Regions from separate parts of the Oryzias latipes genome. Here region 1 is linked to region 2. Evidence: chromatin contacts called from public Hi-C data. All regions are on one chromosome and are shown on one strand. Each heading gives the region's core, a stretch centred on a gene start, on an enhancer-like site or on the middle of the called end of the contact. The rest is flanking DNA. Distances are from core to core; before and after follow the strand shown.

Region 1 (2,820 bases), core at 224-2,723, 34 kb before region 2:
AATTGCACCACATACCCTGCACTGTAAAACAGTTCTGGTCTCTTGTGTTCATGCTGTGTAAAGGGTCAACCGTTCCACAGTCTGGGAGGTTAAATAGAAAGGAAATCTTTAGTGAAAAAGAGAAGCTAATACTGGTTATAAATGCTCCTTTCAAGGGTGTTGTGAATAAAATTGTTTTCAAATGCCTAGTGAGCCACTCCTACAAATAACTAAATAAAAGCCACTGACCCCCAAGTTTAGACCTTACTGTATTTTTTAGAACATTGAAAAGAGAAGATATCTCAAGTCATTTGGATAGAATCCCGTTTAATCACATTGATCTAAATCTCTTTCAAGATTCCATAATTCTATAGAAATAAATTCATACTAGCTCTTATAATCTTGGGGAGAGAAGGGTTCACTTTAATGAATAAAATGCCTATTATTATAAGAACTACTGAAGACCAGAGTCCAATATTTGGGACTTTTTAGTTTTTGTTATTTACCCATTAAGGTAGGACTTTTAGTTTTGGACAGATGTTGTTTTGGACATTAGATCTTAAGCACAAATGTCAATGTCATGAATGTGGGGGCCCAGAGGAGGGAGAAGTTGTCCACCAAGAAGAAATTGACTTTATCTGCAGCACTTCAAACCACAATAACAAAATAAAAAAACAAAAAATAAAGCACTGCTCTAGAAGAGGTAAACCAAAAGTGCATGCTCCAAACAATACAGAAGATTAAACACATCACTCATTCAGGATTTTGTTCTGGAGACTGTTTAGGCTCCATATTCTGGGTTACTGAGGAACATCTGAACCCTACATAAGCATGTGAGCTTTGGTGCTTCTGCATGGATATGGATCCATGTCCCATAACATGTAGATAGGAACCACCCAGAATGTAGAAGACTGTAAAAGTGTACATCAAAATGCTTAAAAATACATTTTGTCATAGATGTAAAAACATGTTTAATGCTGGATTATCTGGTTTCCTTTCTTTTTCATATGGCTTATTTAAATTTGATTTAGTTTAATTTTTATTTTACCAGGAGTATCAGTTGAGAACAGTTTTCTCATTTACAATGATGACCTGGTTTTAGGCCTACAGAAAACAGTTGATTAATTTCTATGAATATTTATATTTTAAATTTGGGTGACTTTAATGTTTAGTTAAATTCTGATCAATGTTGCTTTTCCTTGTGGGGAATGTTCGGGTCTGGTTCTGGTCGTGTTCTCTGCTCTAAAACTCGTGAATTAGTTTTGTGATTTTTTTATTTTATTTTATTGAAGGCGGGCTGCGAAAGGAAGTACACGTTGTTTATCTGCGTTTTTGCACGTGCGTCGTTCCTGTTCCGATCAGGCGTGATCCGCTCCGGGTTTTTCGGGTCTGATGACACAAGCCGCTTCACCGGAGCAGCCCTCCATTAGATCCCTCCGCGGGGTCACACACATACTTTTTACACAACACACAACAGCATACAGACCGATACTAAATCGGCACCACTGAGTGACCGAAATCCAGGCCTCGGCTGACTGAATATTGTGTCTGTCTTGTCGTGAGGTTCGGTTTGCTTCGGTGAAGGCGAAAGCTCTGGTTCTCTAGGACCTACTTCCCCTGCTGCCGCTGACAGGCGGTGCTTCGGTCGCTCCCAAACATGGCCTCCATGACGGAGCGGCCGCTCCAACTTTGATTTTCAGACGTTTTAACGCGCAGAAATTCTGTTTTTATCAGCAGCGACCCACGGGCATGCTTCCACGGAGCGCATGGCGCCGGCAAACCCACGAAACTGAGGTTTTCTGTGGGAGAAGCTCGCGGTTCTGACTGGTCGGAAAGCTGCAGACGAAGAAGAAAACCGCGTCAGAACAGTAAGGACCACTCTTCCCTCGAACCCACGGCCAAGCTCGGTGGCTATTGCCGCTCCCCCGAGGCCCTACGGAGGTCGGTGCGCTAACAGCTAACGCTAGCAGCTGTAGAGGCGCGAGGAAGCTAACGGCTAAAAGCTAGTTACCGTGTCCGCGTGCGTGACTGTAATTCATGGCGTGAAGCAGCGCGTGCGCGCTTACCGAAAGCTGCTTCCGGCCGCTTTGGCAGGTTCTGCTGTCACCGAACCGGTCCTGGGGCATCGATGGTCTGGAGTTCAACTAACGCAGACCAAGTACGCTACGCTAGCAGTTGTCACAGGTTCTGCGGGGTCCCGGAAGGTTCTAGCTAATTTTTTATCTGAAGGGGTTCTGCTAAGGACCTAGTTCTTCATTTGTTGGACAAGTAAGTGAGCTCCTGGTCCAGTTTCACCTGGGTCAGTTAAGTCTTGTCCGGAGTACAGGATCTGCTGGGAGCATCTGTCACTCATGGAGGTGTTTAATGTGCTAGTTGTACAGGAACAACATCTCTTTGGTCAGGTGGTGGAGATGTTAGGAAGTGGAGTTGATGTGGGGTAGTAGGGCAAACCCCATGAGGGTTAGATCTTAAAAGTTTGCTCAGCTGGTCAGTGCACCAGGAGTCGTCCAGGTGTTCTCTGTCGTGTAGATGTGATCACTTCAGGATTAGTTTCTGATGTTCCAACATAGTTTTTGGCTCGTGTGTGGATCCAGGATGAGCTCCATGAAGCAAAGGTCTTCCTCAGTTGATGATGTCATATATCATGGGTGAGAGTAGGTTTATTTGACAAAGGAGACCAAAATTCTTCTGGGTTAGAACTTCAAATTTAAGAAGTTAAATTAGAGTTAGAAATGTGTCTTCTGAACAGTCAAAACTTCCTGTGTTACATTTGTGGATCTTTTGTGTTGTGGATCATTCATACTGTGACAGTTTTCGCATTAGAGGCTGTGAAGATGACAT
Region 2 (2,947 bases), core at 402-2,901:
GGTTTTTATGTTAAAGCAAAAAAAAACCACATGTCTCAATTCATATGGTATTTTCCCATATTGATTAATCCATTTTTAAGTGATTTTTTTTTTTTTTTTTAACTTATAGCGATTGATTCTGCTTCAGACAGATTGGTTGGATTGTAGGAATAGAAATCAATAAATCGTTACGCCCCCATTCAAAACATATATTTAATATAACGTCTACGGTGCGCATGTGTGCCGCACGGGGGCTTGTACTCTGTACAGCCATGGCCCATCGCACCGCTACTTCTCACCTGAGGTCTCTTCATATGTCATATTATGTTCCTCAGCAAATGCGTCAGAAGAGCAAACAGCTGGCAAAGATGGAGGCGACACAGAAACTGGAGCAGGTGAAGAACGAGCAGCGACAGCAGCAGCAGCTCCTCAGCAGCCAGCGGCGCCCCGACTGTCTGTCGCCAGAGTCTTGCAGCTTATTGGACCACACCCATCAATCTGGTTCTGGAGACAGCACCTCCCCCCTTCATTTACCACCAGGAGGCAGGCAGCACCCCAACCTTCAGGGGGGGTCTGCTCCAGCAGATGATGTCTTCCTCCGTCCACAAGCCCCCGCTCCATCAGGGCTGTCCTCGCTCCCTCATTCACCACATGCCTCCTCTCCTCTTCATCAGCCCCCTTCCTCCCCTCAAATGTTCTCTCCGCCATCTTCACGCCCCTCTTCGCCTTGGGATCCCTATAGTAAAGTACCAGGGACCCCTCGCCCCCAAACAGCTCCAACCCCTCAGCTCCAGCAACGGGGAAATTCCCTCACCTCCTCCCCATCACATGATGCCATGAACTCTCCTATCCCGTCCCCTGACTCCAAAGATGCCCCCCGGGTCCCTGGCCCTCAGACAGGTATCTCCACCGGTTGCTTTTTCCTTTCTAGACCCTCCCTCTTCTCTTGGTAACTCCTCTTGTCTCATCCTCCTTACAGGTCTGCAGCAGAGCAGGTCCGGTATGTTAAGCCCCTCCTCTGGGATCAGAACTTTGGACACCCACCAGAGGACGAACACACGTGGGGATGTCTTCAAAGCCCCCATGCCCCCCCAGCTGCAGCTTCAGCAGGAGGTGTTGGGCAGCACAGCAGGAGGAAGGAGGGACCCTTCCCGACCTGCAGATCTGGGTTACTCTCTTGCACAGCCCCAGCAGGACCTCTCCTTCCCCTCCAGCCCCCTCTCAGGACTGGGCTCCCCCCACCGTAGCCCATATTCTCAGGCACCTGGAACCCCCCGCCCGGACTGTAGCGATCCCTTCTCCCAACAGTCTCCTCTGAGCTCCCGGCCCTCGCCAGATCCCTACAGCAACCCCCAGACCCCTGGGACACCGCGTTCTCACTCTGACCCCTCCTACCTCACCACCCCCCCTGCACTAAGACTGGACCACTATAATCAGCAGCCAGCCACCCAACGCCCGTCTCCCTCACACCCACCTCTAGAACCCTACGCCTCCAACCCTGGGACTCCCCGCCCTTCAGACCGCATTCCCCGTTCTCCAGTAAACCAGCGCAGTTCTGACCCCTACTGCCAGCCCGTGGGGACGCCACGGCCCCCCACTGAACCGTACACACAGCAGCCCTCCACACCTTGCTCCCATAAGAGCCAGGAGTCCTTCAGCCAGACTGCAGGGGAGAGTTTTCTTCCCCAGCATGGAGCCTGTGGTACTTCCCCCCTGACTCTTGGACTGTCTACAGAGCCAGGGGCCTTCACACCGACCCCCCACCAGGTAAGAGAGCGCTCCCAATCTGATGCCACTGCTGGAGACCGTCATCTTTACAGCCACTCCTCTTGCCCTTCACAGCGTTCTCCTGGAAAACAGCCGGACTCCTTTCCAAGGACCCCAAAGCACCTGGGCAACCCCGATGAGGCCAGCCTAAACCCCGGTCAGGACCCCTTTGAGCAGGGTCACATGACTAGAGGCTCCTCCCAGACTGAGTCAAAAACAGCCAATATGATGTCAGCTGCTCCTTCTTTAGATGGACCAATGAGTGTGCTTGCAGACTCGGAGGAGAAGCTCAGACAGGTAGGAGGCCCTCTGAGGAAGAAACATGGTCATCTAGAAGCTCCTAAAGCAGGGGTCACTAACTAGCGGTCCGGATCCGGACCCAGACCTGGATCTGGTCTCGACTCAAAACTAATACGATGGGCGCCCAGCTTTTAAATGGTGCAGCTCTTGTTGTCGTTGCAACAAACACATTCTCACTCCCAACTGGTCATGGATGTATTTTCGGGACTCCCTCCGCCTCACTTTTTGACGTTTTGGGTGTCCCCAACTTGCTGTTTTTGATGTGCTGCCTGTTCCCATTAAATCAGGGTTCCCCAACCTCCAGGCCGCAAGCCAGTACCGCACCGCAGACAAGAAAAAAAAGGCATACGCTGCTTTTTTTGGTTTGTTTTTTTATTCAGAAGGAAGTTTCATTTAGGAAAACCACCGGATTCTGTTCACCGCATCCGCCTGTCTTGTTGCGTCACGTGACATAAAACGCAAAGTTAGAAGCCCAAAGCAAAAGTTTAACAAAAGCCAAACAAATAGTCTTTGGAAAGTTTCTTTAGGGAGAAAAGAGCCAGTGAGGAAACTGAATAAGAGCCTGCGACTTCAAAGAAACGTAAAGCGGCTGTTTACAGACAAAACCAGGAGTCTTCCTTGACGTAAGAATTTCTGGAGACAGTTGTTTCCACGTACCTGGTCGCTCTGCATAATATGCGGCGACTGACTCTCTAAGGTCTCGGATAATAGCACAAGAATAAAGATGCAGACATATGCAGATTCATGTTTATATTATTTTTTAGAGAAAACCAGTATTACAACAGTTACATGATCTTATTTTGCTTTATTTATCCATCACACCTTTAAAGTTGGACGCAGCTGAAGTTAGCGTCCTGTTGTTAGCATCCACTTTGACAGTAAGGGAAAATTCAATCAATTA

What was found. A called contact is a pair of places that touch in the nucleus more often than the background predicts.
Region 1: a contact with region 2 is called in a Hi-C map of gastrula embryo, with 1.6 times the contacts expected there. The contact joins the promoter of LOC101171448 here to the enhancer-like site in region 2. A contact is called at or near these places in 2 of 5 Hi-C or Micro-C datasets (embryo and gastrula embryo).

What each region holds. Positions count from the first base shown.
Region 1 is chr20:4,920,674-4,923,493 of ASM223467v1, reverse strand. It overlaps LOC101171448 (histone-lysine N-methyltransferase 2C), which reads left to right and starts at 1,473. Exons shown (of 75, transcript XM_023950188.1): 1 at 1,473-1,847.
Region 2 is chr20:4,887,150-4,890,096 of ASM223467v1, reverse strand. LOC101171448 (histone-lysine N-methyltransferase 2C) reads left to right here. Exons shown (of 75, transcript XM_023950188.1): 37 at 315-879; 38 at 959-1,746; 39 at 1,822-2,043. Among protein-coding and RNA genes, the nearest start is that of LOC101171448, 33 kb to the left of the region's middle. Within about 2 kb of position 1,651, at least 1 of the 8 cell types and tissues checked has an H3K27ac peak or open chromatin away from gene starts, as enhancers often do. A contact at or near this core is called in gastrula embryo, where this site is marked.